Regions from separate parts of the Sus scrofa genome. Here region 1 is linked to region 2. A link is a contact called in public HiChIP or PLAC-seq data. All regions are on one chromosome and are shown on one strand. The core of a region is the stretch at or near the end of the contact, and the rest is flanking DNA. Distances in the headings are between cores, read along the strand shown. Region 1 overlaps KIF1B (kinesin-like protein KIF1B). Region 2 overlaps UBE4B (ubiquitin conjugation factor E4 B).

Region 1 (7,827 bases), core at 324-2,823, 160 kb before region 2:
GTGATTAATGTAGTTTCATTACATTTCTATGGCCTTGAAAGTATCACTCTTATACTCATAGGGAGCTCCAAGAAAATTTTCCTAAGTGGAAAACAGGACTGGAAGATCAAAGATCAAGTCCACCAATAAAAATATTTCTTTGAATTTGCTCTACGAGGTGTGGCTATTTTTCGCAATAAACACAGTCTTCAGTGATGAATGTTTTCCAATCCCTTTCACAGGCCTTTCCCTTGGCAATCAGGCTTTGCAATAGTTTAAAACATCTCCTAACACAAAACAGGGGGAAAAAAAGAACAAAAACAAAAAGCATAACAAAGAGATGCAGAAGCAAACTCTAGGAACAATCCCTAGAAGCCAGCAAGATTTTGGGGTCCTTTGGGGTGAGGGTATACTGTGAAGGGTCCTACTCTTCATTTCCCTAGATGTTGGTGATCTTCGCCTTCCTTGTGGACCCGCAGACTCTTTCAAAATGTTTAAACCCCACACTGTTCTACTACACAGTTCTGTGAGAACACTCACCGAGGTGTGAGACCAGTAGGAGTAGTCAAAGCTGAAGGACTTTGGAGCTTCCTTTGGGTTCTTTGGGTTAATAATACCTAAAGGATGAAAATGTTTTGATTTCATAAGTCACTCAGTTAAATGTTCTTTAATTCAACATGATGTTATGTTGGAAGCTCAAAACATCCAAATCAGTAATTTTGTACCACTGAATCTGAACAGGGCAACCAAAACCCCAGAACAATCACATTTTTAATAGGTAGGACCTATATATTGAACTTGAAAAGAATGAGACCAACAACATTCACTAGATGTTGTCAGGATTTACAACAGAGCCTGGTACATAGTAGGTGCTCAGGAAATACTTTGAGACTGAATCTTAGGTAAGTTAGCAGACCAAATTTAGAAATGGGCCATGTTACTATTTCAAGATACTTCATAAGGCCAGAAATATTTCAAGACACCAGAAATAAAAATCAGAAAATTATTCAATTTATCCAAACACTATGTGAAACAAACTCCTTTTACCTACTTAAGAATGCTTCATTGGAAAGTTTTATTTTTATTTCTGAAGTCCACAGCTGATAATAACTAATAGATAAGTTATTACATATATATATATATACACACATGTGTACATACATGGATGTGTGTACACACTAGAATCACAGACCTCTAAATCATCTGCAGAAGCTCATAAACAGTAAAATTGCTTTTGACTGAAAAGTACGAAGTCTCGTCGCCCATATTAGAAGTGATCTGTGGTGTGATTAATCCAGTCACATACTTCAGGGACTGACTGAAAGCTGGGGCCTGGCTTCCCTTCCTCCCTCACCCACATGAAGCTTTAGCACTTCATATTTCACATGGAATAGGATCTTTAAAACATGTGGTCATGAAATCTTCTCAAAGACCATGCATCTCAACCAATCCACTTCTCTAAGGCCAAGACCACGTCCCAGGCTATCAGTGAGATCAGGATTAAAAAATAAATCTGTCCCGGGCAGCTGCTGCTCAGGACACAAATAGCAACAGTTGCTACGGTGCTTAGTTCTCTCTGGCTGGATTCCACAGGGTATGGCCACACTTATGTTCCAACCTCAAATGCTGACAGAGTATTAATAAGGCGCACACTGCACATAATCATGTGACAAGAAGACATAGTTCCAGAAAGAACATCTCCCCCCACACAAATGGTAACCTAAGCAAAGAAAGAAGTAGGCTTCTAAACAAAAGGCGCTACCTATGGAGATTTAAAGAACAGTCAGCATTCATGGAGCACTTACTCTGAGCTCTAAGTACTTTCCGAGCATTAACCCATTTAATCCTCCCAACCACTCAATGGCAGATGTTTCACTGTCCCCATTTTACAAAGAAACCATCACAAAGAGGTTAAGAAACTTACCCAAGGCTGTGGAGCTAGCTAGTGGCAATTCAGGATGTGAACTGGGAGAGGCTGGCTTCTGAGCCCAGTCACCCACCATGTAAATACTCCCTATATGCGGTGATCACCAAGGCAGACACAAGAAGGCACTTCTATGTGTAGGCACATGTTTATGAACCCCCGAAACTGTACCGCAGGCATTGTTTAGAACTCTCCTTACCCATCTGAAACTAGGAATTATTAGAATTATATAGTTCCTAAAAGATGAAAGACCACACACACCAACTCCACCAAGAAAAGGAAACTGATATCATACTTTGTGAGCCAGATTCCAGGTTTCAGTGGCTCAGCAATAAGGACAATAACAAGATGTATAATATGACCCCTAAAGTAGTCTTCACCACTCAAAAACAGGGTTAAAATAAACACTTTCTAACCTCTAGGAAATATGCTGTCATCAAACTTTTAAGCCATACCTCATTCGTTCTTTTAACTACTCACTGCCAACACCGATTCCGCCAAGACGACTTAAGAAAGAGCTAGTTTTTAGATCCTACCCTTCTGTTCTCTTTTACCTGGTAAAGAAAAACTACACCAGTGAGTAATTTCCTAGATTCACATGAAATCCTTTTCCACTTCCTTAATGTACTCTTCTATCCCAGATTGTTGAGACTTCTGAAACTAATAAATTTTCCTAACTTCCAGCTTCAAAACCAAGCTGCCTTTAATTTTTATCTATTTTTTCCTTCCTGCTATTATTTATTTCATTCAGCACCTGGATGTATGAATTCATTTAACAAACTTTCTTCTGGCACATTTGCTGTGTATTGTTAGGTACACAAAGAAAGATCAGAAAGATACATCCTCCTGCTGAATAGCATTGAGAACTTTGTCTAGATACTCACGTTGCAACAGAAGAAAGGGTGGGGGAAAAAATGTAATTGTAATGTATACATGTAAGGATAACCTGACCCCCTTGCTGTACAGTGGGAAAATTAAAAAAAAAAAAAATTAAAAAAAAAGAAAGATACATCCTTTGTTTTTCCTTCAAATTTGAGTTTTTAAAATTTATTTTTTATTGAAGTAACACAGATTTGTAACACAAGTTTCATGTTTACAACATTATATTTGTACTTTTGCATATTACTACACCAAATAACTGCCTCCAGACAACAAAATCCTTTCTTTTTTTTTTTTTTTTTTTTTTTTTTTTTTTTTTGTCTTTTTGCCATTTTCTTGGGCTGCTTTCATGGCATATGGAGGTCCCCAGGCTAGGGGTCTAATCGGAGCTATAGCCACCAGCCTACGCCAGAGCCACAGCAACGCGGGATCCGAGCCGCGTCTGCAACCTACACCACAGCTCACGGCAACGCCGGATCGTTAACCCACTGAGCAAGGCCAGGGATCGAACCCGCAACCTCATGGTTCCTAGTTGGGTTCATTAACCACTGCGCCACGATGGGAACTCCCTCCTTTCTATTTTAATATAAGTAAATCAGAATATAATTTTTAAAAGCTATTTTATATGCTATGTCAAACAAGATGAAATTTATCCACACTATTTAAAAGATTTTAATTCCTAAATGAAAGATATTTCTTTAAGACACCTTGGAAAAATGCAAAATTCAATATTCTTATTACTTGCCTTGGGGGAAAGTACAAAGACTCAGAATCTATGGGTAATTTCTATGTTAGGATGGGTAATAGTTACAGGATCATTTGTTTTATATATATATTTTTTCTTTGTTTCTTTCCTTCTTTTTTTTGGCACCCTGAACCAGGGATCACATCACAGTTCAACCTAAGCCACAGTTGTGGCAACATCGGATCCTTTAATCCACTGTGCCAGGCCAGGGATCGAACTTACATCCCAGCCCTCTCAAGATGCCCCCAATCCCATTGCTCGACAGAGGGAACTCCTGTTTTATATTACTGTTAATATTTATATATACATTGCATTATCTTGAATATATGAAATACTTCCTAGTAAAAAAAAAAAAAATTAAAATTCCAGAACTCTGCAAAGGAAAAAAAAATTGTTGAGCTCAGCACTTGAGCTCATTAGAAGCCCATGAACTCCACTATTATTTCCAACGACAATGAATTAACATTCTCAAATGTGCCAAAGGATTTTTCTTTCTAAATAACAACTGAGATCTAACTCACTTCCTTTAACCCAACTAAGAAACAGGATGTTTCCAACCATTAATAAAAGAGAGGAGGGGGGAGAGTGTACATGCAATAGAAAGGATATAGGATTTGGAACCAAAGGACCAGCATCAGCAAGAACAATTAAGAAGCATATTTAGATTTTTTTGTGACCTTGGGTATTGTTTGTTACACCTCTGCATCTTCTCTAAAACTGAGATAATACCAAGTTCGCAGAATTAAATGATTAAGTACATATAAATGTTAATTTTCAAAAACAAGTATTTTATTTTGTTTTAAATTCTATTCATGTTTGGCGGGTATGGTAACAATATTTCATGGTTTTTAAACCAAAGCAAAAAAAGTTCACTAACTGATAAAATAGGCTAAAGCATAATATAAGAGTACAATTTATTGGCATGAATGTTAGTACCACATTGGAGTCCTTTAGACATGCCAATAGAATCTCAGGTGCTCCACATTAAAAACCCTTTCAGGATGTGGACCGTGTCTTATGGATGCTCTACACTGCCCTACACCAAACCAGCACTCAAATGAATGTCTTCCATAGCTCATGTATAATTTTTTTGCTTTTTAGGGCCACACCTGCAGCATATGGAAGTTCCAGGCTAAGGGTCCAATTGGAGCTGCAGCTGCTGGCCTATGCCACAGCCACAGCAACGCGGGATCCAAGCCATGTCTGTGACTACACCACAGGGATCCTTAACCCATTGAGCAAGGCCAGGGATCGAACCTACATCCTTCACGGATACTAGTGGGGTTTGCAGCCCAATGAGCCACAACGGGAACTCTCTCATGTGTAATTTTAATTTCACTAAATCCTGTACTGTTTTCAGGAACATTAAAAAAAAAAAAATTAGGAGTTTCCGTCGTGGCGCAGTGGTTAACGAATCCGACTAGGAACCATGAGGTTGCGGGTTCGATCCCTGCCCTTGCTCAGTGGGTTGACGATCTGGCGTTGCCATGAACTGTGGTGTAGGTCGCAGATGCGGCTCGGATCCCACGTTGCTGTGGCTCTGGTGTAGGCTGGCAGCTACAGCTCCGATTAGACCCCTAGCCTGGGAACCTCCATATGCCGCGGGAACGGCCCAAGAAATGGCAAAAAGACAAAAAAACAAAAAAACAAAAAAAAAACCCATATAACTATACAATATACACATAAAATACCAGTAAATTTTTATCAACTTTCACAATAAGAATACAGACAGAATTCTATCACTGAAAGATTGGCAATATTTAACACAGTGATTCAACGTCAACTGAGCTAGGAGTTCTCTGGTGGCACTGTTTGGGGAGCCAGGATTGTCACTGCAGAAGCTTGGGTCTCTGCTGTGGCATGAGTTTGATCCCTGGCCCAGGAACTTCCAAAGATGGAGGCACGGCCAAAAAAAAGTCAACAGAGCTAAAATACATTGTGCAGGACTTCTAATTGTCTCTCAGAAAGCATGCACATATGGATGGAATTATAGGAATTACAGAATATGTTCAAGATATAAATCGTATGGGAATTCCCGTCATGGCGCAGTGGTTAACGAATTCGACTAGGAACCATGAGGCGGTGGGTTCAATCCCTGGCCTTGCTCAGTGGGTTAAGGATCCGGCGTTGCCATGAGCTGTGGTGAGCTGTGGTGTAGGCTGCAGATGTGGCTTGGATCCTGAGTTGCTGTGGCTCTGGCATGGGCCGGCGGCTACAGCTCCAATTAGACCCCTAGCCTGGGAACCTCCATATGCCGCAGGAGCGGCCCTAGAAAAGGCAAAAAAAAAAAAAAAAAAAAAAAGATATAAACCATACCTTCACCAAAGTAAAAGCTATTACAAATGTAGTTAAGTCTCCCAGAGTCACGTGTCATCAGTAAACAGGCTTCATCTAAGACAAATCAACACTTTTTCTTCATGGAATGAACTCAGGTATATTTTTGAGAACTAGAGTCAGAACATAACTCTACTTTAAGTGCTGTATACTTCATATTACTTTATCTTCTATAAAAATCACCATTTCATGCCATTTTTCAAGATTCCTCCTGCACCTGAGACTTCCTCTATCCAGATTTCTCAGGATACAATGGTGTACTTGGATCTGGACCCACCTCTACTAGTAATTTTCCACAGACGATTGTGTAGTCACTATTGACTTTCTTCTCTTATCTTCCACGTCTGATCTATGTTGTCAGCTCTACTTTCAAAATGAATCCAGAATCCCATGACTTTTCACCACCAGCCTCATTACCACCCTGGTCCAAGCCACCATCCCTCTCACCTGGGTGGCTGTAATACCTCCGAACTGGGCTCCCCACTTCTCCCCTGGGCCCCTGAAATGTCTCATCTCTACACTGCAGGTAATGATCCTTCTCAGACCTAACCAAATCACCTCCACGTCATGCTCCAGTGACCCTTCTCATGGTTTCCAATCATACACTGAACACACCTCCACTCCCTCGGTGACCTCCTCTCCAAGATTCACCCCTTACTCCAGTCCCACTGGCCGCCTTACTAAAGACAGTCTCATTTCAGGACCTTTGTTCTTCCTGCCCCACTAGGAATGCTTTTTCAGGTATCTGACTAGCTCACTCCCTAATTTCGAACATCATCTTATCAGATGGCCCTTTTATGACCATCCTATTTAAATCATCATTCACTTCAATCTTCATTGAAGATTGTCTTATTTTTCTTCATTGCTCTCATGACTTATTATATGACTCACTATGATGTAAGTTCCATGAGACCAGAACTTCTGTTTCATTCACTGTTATATCCTTGAGCTCCCAGGACAGTGTGTGACACATGGCAGATACTCACTATATACCCAAAGAACAATGAATATGTTAGTTTTATCCTTCCTTGTAGCCTGTCACTTCTTTGTGGCTGGAAACCATGCCTCCTCTTCCTCTATCACTCGCAGTGCTACTTTATGAGTAGGTGATGCTTTTTTGTGAACTGGAAAGTAACTTAACACTACTTGCTTCTTGAGACTTTTCTCCCTGAGCAGCCAACTTACTCACTCCTGGCAATAATCATTAATCTCCGGGAAAGGAGGCCTCTAAATGCCAATCTAGAGAACAGAAATACAACTTTTAGGAAAGAGTCATAACGGGTAAACAGAAAACAGGAGGAAAGATGACCAGGTGTTCAACAGTACAGGCAGAGGAAGACGTGCTGATGGAGGTCTACAAGATAAGGGAAAGTATATTAGAGGCAGAAGAGTGGAACAGGTACTGGAAATTGCTCTTCTTCCCCAGGTCTTTACAATTATCTCTTACAGTTTGTATTTCACAGGAAATTCCAAATCTCAGGGCAGGGAGAGGTATCTTACTGTTAAAATCTATTGCTACAAAAATTTCTTCAGTTGCCAGATAAGACAAGCTTGCCTTGTATTAGGATTTTTGTGCAAATGTGAAACTAATTCTCAACCTCACACACAAAACACATACCTAAGAGGCACTGACATATGATCAATACCAAAAGATGTAAATAAACACTAACATTCTCAGCATTCATCTTTCCAAGTAGATTCCCTCAAATATACATTCAATTAGAAGGGTGAGGTGCTCAAGGCCCAGCACAGAGCAGGGATTTGACAGACACTGGCTGTTATATCCAGGATGGAGCATCACTCAAACACCTTCAACAAAAACACTGTTACAACAGCATCCATCCAGGTAAGTCCATTCCCCTGACCCTTCTGCCTGTCTTCCAGTAGTCTCTGCCTCTTTGCCACATGTACTTGTAGTCAATTCACTCCCACATCTGAAATAATGCTAGTTTCCACCCTAACATGA
Region 2 (7,505 bases), core at 4,384-6,883:
AATCTTAATTATTGTAATAATTAGAATGGTAATGATTATGTTGGATACAAACGTTCACTACGAGAAAAGACAGCTATTTTCAAAAACACTGTTCGAGTCAGCATCAGTGTTTCCGACACACACAGTCCTGGATATCAACCACAAGCTCATTAATTATAAGGAGATAAACCTTTACAAGAGTTAAACAACAGGTCAAGGAGATAATGAGCAAACACAACATCAGGTGAACTTTTTACACCATGAAAATTCAGAGAAAGCGTTTGTTCCATAGAAACAGAGTGAAGACAAGGAAATCTGTCATCAGAGGCTTCTTATTCTGATGGTAATTTCAATCCTGCATTTTCAGATTAGTTTCCCTTAAAAGAGGAGCATCAACCAAACGCATAAAATCAGCAGAACCAAATCTGGTCTCCATCTCCTTGCCATCAGAGATAAGACCCGATCCTGTTTGAAAAAAAAGGATGGACGTTATAGAAAGGAGAAGTTAGTTTTAACAGATCACAACTGAAATGAATAGACATTAACAAAACATACTACAATGATCTTAGGCTTTTTTTTTTCTGGCCACACCCACAGCATGTGCAAGTTCCCAGGCCAGGGATTGCCGAGAGCCGACAATGCCAGATCGTTAACCTGCTGTGCCATGAGAGAAAGCCACGATCTTAAATCTTTAAACTACTGCTTGCAGGATTTTTGAAAGCTGTTGTTCATTTTATCCTATTGTGGAAAGGTCACATCTACAAGGTTAATCAAGAGGGGGGACTGGCACTGGAACTGTGTCCCAGGTCCAAAGGTAAGGCTTACCTGATGCACCTATGGGGGAGGTAGCTGGGGTCATGCTGTGCACGTTGAGACCGAGGCTCTGGGAGGGGCCTGGGGCGGATGCTGCTATAGGAGGCCCCGGAGGGTTCTCCCTCTGGGGCGAGGTGAGCGGGGTGGTTGGCTGGGAGGTCTGTCCACCAGCGAGTCGTGCAAGGCGCCTCCGGCGGATCTACAAGAGGAGGGGGCAAAGGGCATTCAACAGCAGAAACACAAGTCCACCCACAAATAACCACACACAAGTCCACCCACAAATAACCACATGATCAATAACCACTCGAGGGCTTCACAACTAATGGGCCTGGGGAAAAAGCAGGCATTCAAGAGCACCGAATCCCAACCACTAGATCACCAGGGTAAAAGTACTCATTCGTGCCAAGTACTAATTCTGTGTGCCAGTTTTTGTGGGGGGGGGGGGGGCACATCCACAGCATGCAGAAGTTCTGGGGCCAGGGACCAAACCCAGGCCACAGCAGTGACCCAAGTCACTGCAGTGACAACGCTGGATCCTTAATCAGCTGTGCCACCAGGGGAACTTGTATGGACCAGTGTTTTCATAAGTTACCACCTCACTTTTTAAAAACTGCATCTTAATCACTTTACCACCTCTGCTTATCAAAACTTCTTGAATGACACTGTGAATTTACAATCAGCATGCTACACTTTTTAAACACGCTAAAGAATGTTGTTATTGTACTAAATCTACATAAACTTGGTCCTTTTACCCAGGTGGGACTGAAAATAAATATTCAAGATAAATCACTAAAACAATTAGAGAAAATAAAAGTATACCAACACACAAAATGTTACGGTCACTTTCAAGAACAAAATTAATAGGTTTTTCTTAATTTCAATAAAAATATAATCTGTAACTTCTTTATAATTACATCCCAGAGTTGTCAAGTGATCACAAAATCCCAGGGGACCTCAGAAATGCTTTCCCCGCGTTTTGATAGTGACTAATTGACTGGCAGGCAATAAACTCTCACTGAGCACCTGTCCGCCCAGGCATTGGGTAACAACAAGCATAAGGCCTTTGGCTATTAAGTAGGCATCAAAGAAGCAAACCAACTCATGGGAAGCTGCGAACACTCTTTCCATGATGAATAAGGCAGAGGAAGATGCTAACTGGGCTGGACCTTGTCTGAACTAAGAATCTGTCTGTCATTCCACCATTGTTGGAAATCAGCTCCTTCTGTTGTTCAGACAAGAACATCCTGATTCTTTACCCCAAAGTTCAGAGGCCCTTCTGGTGCCCCTGTTATAAATACATCTACCAATGAATTTATACAAAATCCTGAAGTTGTTTGGTTGTTCATCCATCTCCTTAACCAGATTAAATTCCTTGAAGGAAAGAATTAGGTCTTAACCATTCATTCATTCATTCACTCATTCTCTTTTTTGGCCAACCTGCAACATATGGAATTCCTGGGCCGAGGATTAAATCCAAGCCACCACTGTGACCTACGCAGCAGCTGTGGTAATGCTGGATCCTTTAAGCCCCTGTGCCAGGCTGGGGACGGAACCTGCGTTCTGGTGCTGCAGAGACGCTGCCAATCCCGTTGCAACACAGTAGGAACTCCGAATTTATTTAACAGGATGCAGGAATTCTCTGGTGGGTCGTTGGGTGAAGGACCCGGTGTTGCCACTGCAGAGGCTCAGGTTGCTGCTGTGGTTCAGGTTTGATCTCTGGCCCCGGAACTTCCACGTGCCATGGCACGGCCCCCAAGATAAATAGACGTCGACGAAGCGCTTCTTCTAGCACTTTGCCCAGCACCGTTCTGAGCGCTTAACACTATTGTCTACCTTAGTTGATCCTCATCGTCACCCATCGAGGCAGGCACTTACACGACATCCGTTTTACATATGCACTAACTGAGGCACAGATGCTCGTATCTCGCCTACCGGGTAAGTGGCAGAGCTGGAAGGTGAACTCAGGCAGCCTGGCTCTGGTGTCTGTGCTCTTACCATAAACCACCGTCCAGGCATATCTGAGGGTTTCCAAGACCCCCTCAGAGGGGCTGTGAGGCCCAAACTATGTTTATAACAACACAAGGACATCTGCCTTCGTCCTGCTCATTCTCTCACAGATGTTCAGTGGAGTTTTTCTGAGGCTCCGTGATAAGCGGTATTGCAGCAAATTAAATACAGAAGTTACTACGAGAATCCAGCTGTCTTCTATTACGTTAGACACTGAGAAGATTTACAAAAGCGAGAACCATGTCACTCCCTAAATTTGTTTGTGCTGGAAAATGTAGTTGTTTTCATTAAAAACACATCAATATTAACATACAATGGCTTTTATTATTTTTTAAAGAATAACTATCTTCCTAAGCTTCCCAGCGTTCCTATCATGGTAACTATCAACGGACGGCACCCACCTAAAAACCAAAGCTCTCCGGGAGTCACAGCGTTTGCTGCGTGTGCAACGGAGGCCTGGGACCCACACCTTTGAGAACCACGGCCCCACGCTGCGTCTCCCTCCCTCGCCTTCAACTCCCTGAAGTCCAGCTCAGGGCCTGGTCTGCACAGGGGCGCAGGGCTCGCTGAGCCACCCCAACAGGGAAGGGACAAGTGACCGCCGTCGCCAACCCTCCCAGGAGATTGGTCCTGGGATGAAAACTCCCTCAGAGAAGCTACCGAAGCAGTTCTCTCAACTACACTTCACTGGGGTGGGTGGAGAGTGGATGAGGCGGACTGGAAGCTCCCACGCCCTGTGGGTCCCCAGCCCCATGAGCAGGGCAGGGACCCGGGCTCTGTGTCACAGCTTTCCTGCTTCGTCTCCTCAAACACAGGCAATTCACCACCAAGCCCTGTTCCTTCCACCCGCAGCCACCTTCCCAACTCCTCTGCCCCCACCCTCCTGGGCCACCATCCTCTCACCAGGACCTCCGCAAAAGCTTCCAAGTGGATCTCCCTGGGTCCACGCGGCCCAGTGAGGGCAGGGGCCCCTATGCCTTTCTTTAAATATTTTCAAAGCTTTAGATTTCTGAAATGCACATCAAAACCACAATGAGGTAACACCTCACACCCACAAAGATGGCTACCATTGAAGAAAAAGAAAATCCTCCCAAATTACACCTTTTAGCAAGGGTGTGGAGAAACTGCAGACTGGTAGTGGGAATGTCAAATGGTGCAGCCACTATGGAAAACGGAGTGGCAGTTCCTCAAAAAACTAAAAATAGATTATCACACGATCCGGTCATTCGACTCCTAAGTACATTATACCCAAAAGAACTCAAAGTGGGGACGCGAACAGCTATTTTTTTTACCCATGTTCACAGGAGCATTATTTCCAAGAGCCAAAAGGTCTATCAATAGATAAATGTATAAATAAAATGGTCCTGGGAGTTCCCTTCATGGCTCAGCAGTTAACAAACCCAACTAGGAACCATGAGGACCTGGGTTCAATCCCCAGCCTCGCTCAGTGGGTTAAGGGTTAGCAGAGGTAAACTATGAGATACACAGTGGACAAACAACAAGGTCCTACCGTACAGCACAGGGGACTGCATTCCACGTCCTGTGACAAACCGCAACGGAAAAGAACATGAAAAAGAATACACACACAACTCACACACGAGTCACGTGGCCGTACAGCAGAAATTAACACAACGCTGTAAATCAACTATACTTTTTTTTTGGCTGTGCCCATGGCATGTGGAAGTTTCTAGACCAAGGATCAAACATGTGACACAGCACGGACCTGAGCCACTACAGTGACACCGGATTCTTAACCTGCTGAGGCACAGAAGAACTCCCATCAACGATACTTCAATAAACTTAAATAAATAAATACAGCATCATCACAGCTCCCTCTACGACCCGTTCTCAAAACAGCAATCACAGTAATTCTCTAAAAACATAAATCACTGTCCCGGGCTTCCATAAACCCATCAGTGGCTACCTACTACACCTGGGAAAAAAATGGAACCCTTGCCAGGTTGTACAGAGCCACGCCCGCCTCTCCCGGGTCGAGGGGTCCCACGCCAGGCAGCAGCCACTCCAGCCCTCTGACAGTTCCTAGAACGTCTTAGCTCTGTCTTGCCTCTGGTCTCTTGCCATTCCTTTGGCCTTGGAGCCCTTGCCCTCATTCTTGGCACGGCTGGTTCTTGCTCATCCTTCCATTCTCAGCTGGAATATCACTTCCTGAAGGACTCCTTTGACCGTCGGATCTACAGGGCCCTGTATAGCCCACGTGCTTGACATGAGAGCTCCAGTCACAGCCTTGCAGCGTGCATCACAGTCTATAAATAGCTGATCTACTGACTCGCTGTCTTCACGCTGTTTCCCTAGCGGAACAGAAGCCCCTAACCTGGTATCCCCAGCATCGGGCTCAGCACTTGCCACATAACTGCCCAGTACCTACAGAACGAGGGTGCAGTTCACAGACAGAGCTGAGGGAGCGCTGAGGCCACGATGAGCAAGTTTAACGGAACATTTGGAGCCCAGGCGGCAGGTCTGACTTCTGATAGGGACTTCTCTTCATTCATCAGCAGCAGTCATCAAGGGCCACCGTTAAGGACACACGGCCTGCGCTCCTGGGGCTCCGATCCTCACAGTGGCCGAGAGGATGAGGCCACGTGAACAAACGTGACGCCAGGGGGCCAGGAGCGAGGACAATAAAGTAGGGGAGGGGCGGGAGGGCACGCGGGGGAGAGGGCACTGCCGTGTTTACTTGAGGTGGGTTGAAAAGCCCTCTGGTCAAGGGGGCATCTGAAAACTCCTGAGGCAAAAAAGACAGCAAGCTCCTCGGGTCTCAGGGGAGTGGGGCGGGACCGGCCTGCCGGCTCAAGGTCAGTGAGGACAGTGTGGCCGAGCAGAGTGCGCAAGGGGGAAACGGCAGGAGCGAGGTCAGAGATAACAAGGGGCTTTGAGGGCCACTGTCAAAGGACTGGGAAACCACCAAGGGGTTTGGATCAGAACAGTAACCGGATTTGACCTACACTGTAAATCATTATTTTGGCTGCTGTGGAGAATCAACGGTAGAGGAGAAAGAAAGGAGGCAGCGAGACGACTCCGGATGCTACTGCCACCACCTACAGGAAGGTGGGGGGTAACCAGGACGAGGCTGGGGGGTGGCCAGTGGTCAGTTTGGGCTACATTTTGAGAAGAGAGTTCAAGCTCACAGGATGTGCTGACAGATTATTATACACACGGAAGGATGGGAGAAGTGGTGAGGTACGCACTGTTCACAGAGTATTATTAAAGAGCGCACACACCATTTCTGGAAAAAATATGAACCTATTTGAAATCTGGGTGACGGGCAGGATAAACCCAGAAGGGGCAAGGAGGATGCCAAAGCCCTGGGCCCAAGCAGTTTATCGGATGGGTGTCAGAGGTGAAGACAGTAAGAAGGAGGCAAGCAGAGAGAAAACATTCTTGGAGACACAGGATTACTAAATACGCAGGTGGCGTGGGACAGCGGGCTGGTGAGGACGACAGTGTGAGAGCTGCCGCTTCTGGAGGGCACAGGAAGCCACGAGGCAGAGCAGGCACAGCCGATGAGATCAGACCCCTGGGATGAAGCCCAGCAACACGGCACCCAGCGAGGTTGGGGACAGGAGCTCAGACCAATAAAGGAGACTGAGGAAGTGGTGGCGAGAGGCCTCTAGGGCGAGCTCTCGAGACTGGCTTCCTAGAAACCAATCAGCACTTCAAGGAAGAGGGATGGCTGCTCTGGCCCCGAGGTGTGGTTGAGGACCTGGTCAAGGGCTGTGTGGATCAATCGAACGTGGCAGGTGAAAACGTGACTGGAGTGGGTCCAAGAAAGGATGGGAAGGAAAGAAGCGGAGACAGGAAGCAGAGACTTCTGAGAATTTTACTATGAAAAGGAGAGTAGCTAACCCGGGGCAGGGGAGGGACACAAGGGAGGGAAAGTAGGGTGGAGAGAGGCTTCTGCCTGTTTGTGTTCGAAGACCCTACTCGCCCACGACAGCCTGCATCCTCTCAGTGCAAGGGGAGACAGGATGAAAGATCCGAGAGGAGTGCGGAAGCGGAGGCAGGGCTTTCAAGAGAGAAGAGCAGATATAAAGCAGTCGTCTAGGAGAGAGAGAACCAAAGTACAAAGGACGGAGTTCCCGTCATGGCCCAACGCAAACGAATCCGACCAGGAACCAGGAGGTTGTGGGTTCGATCCCTGGCCTCGCTCAGTGGGTTAAGGATCTGGCGTTGCCGTGAGCTGTGGTGTAGGTCGAAGACAAGGCTTAGACCCTGCGTTGCTGTGATGTAGGCTGGCATGATTTGACCCCTAGCCGGGGGACTTCCATATACCACAGGTATGGCCATTAAAAAAAAAAAAAAGGACACAGGTTCAATGCCTGGCCTCGCTCAGTGGGTTAAGGATCTGGCATTGCTGTGAGCTGTGGTGTAGGTCGCAGATGCGGCTCGGATTCTGCGTTGCTGTGGTGTAGGCTGGCAGCTTCAGCTCTGATTCGACCTCTGGCCTGGGAACATCCATATGCCACAGCTGCGAGCCTAAAAGAGCAAAAAAAAAAAAAAAAAAAAAGGGAAAGAACGTACTAAGGAAATAAGACTGGCTGGGCACCACTAAGCAAGCTCGTGAGGCAGGGGATCATGAATTCAAAACAAACCCAATGAGATCAGTCAATACAGTGGAATATCTGTCTTCAGCCACAGAGAGCTTCGCAGGTGCAGTGTGGGCAGGCAGCTGAGCAAGTAAGAGGGAG

What was found. HiChIP or PLAC-seq counts read pairs in DNA pulled down with a chosen protein or histone mark.
Region 1: a contact with region 2 is called in an H3K27ac HiChIP or PLAC-seq map of skeletal muscle. The contact joins two enhancer-like sites. A contact is called at or near these places in 2 of 47 Hi-C or Micro-C datasets (psoas muscle and skeletal muscle) and 1 of 2 datasets of contacts at active chromatin or transcription factors (skeletal muscle).

What each region holds. Positions count from the first base shown.
Region 1 is chr6:70,528,362-70,536,188 of Sscrofa11.1, reverse strand. KIF1B (kinesin-like protein KIF1B) reads right to left here. Exons shown (of 46, transcript XM_021095324.1): 3 at 520-596. Among named protein-coding and RNA genes, the nearest start is that of KIF1B, 37 kb to the right of the region's middle. Within about 2 kb of position 1,573, at least 31 of the 83 cell types and tissues checked have an H3K27ac peak or open chromatin away from gene starts, as enhancers often do. A contact at or near this core is called in skeletal muscle, where this site is marked.
Region 2 is chr6:70,377,204-70,384,708 of Sscrofa11.1, reverse strand. It overlaps UBE4B (ubiquitin conjugation factor E4 B), which reads right to left. Exons shown (of 27, transcript XM_021095312.1): 2 at 805-991. Among named protein-coding and RNA genes, the nearest start is that of UBE4B, 35 kb to the right of the region's middle. Within about 2 kb of position 5,633, at least 9 of the 83 cell types and tissues checked have an H3K27ac peak or open chromatin away from gene starts, as enhancers often do. A contact at or near this core is called in skeletal muscle, where this site is marked.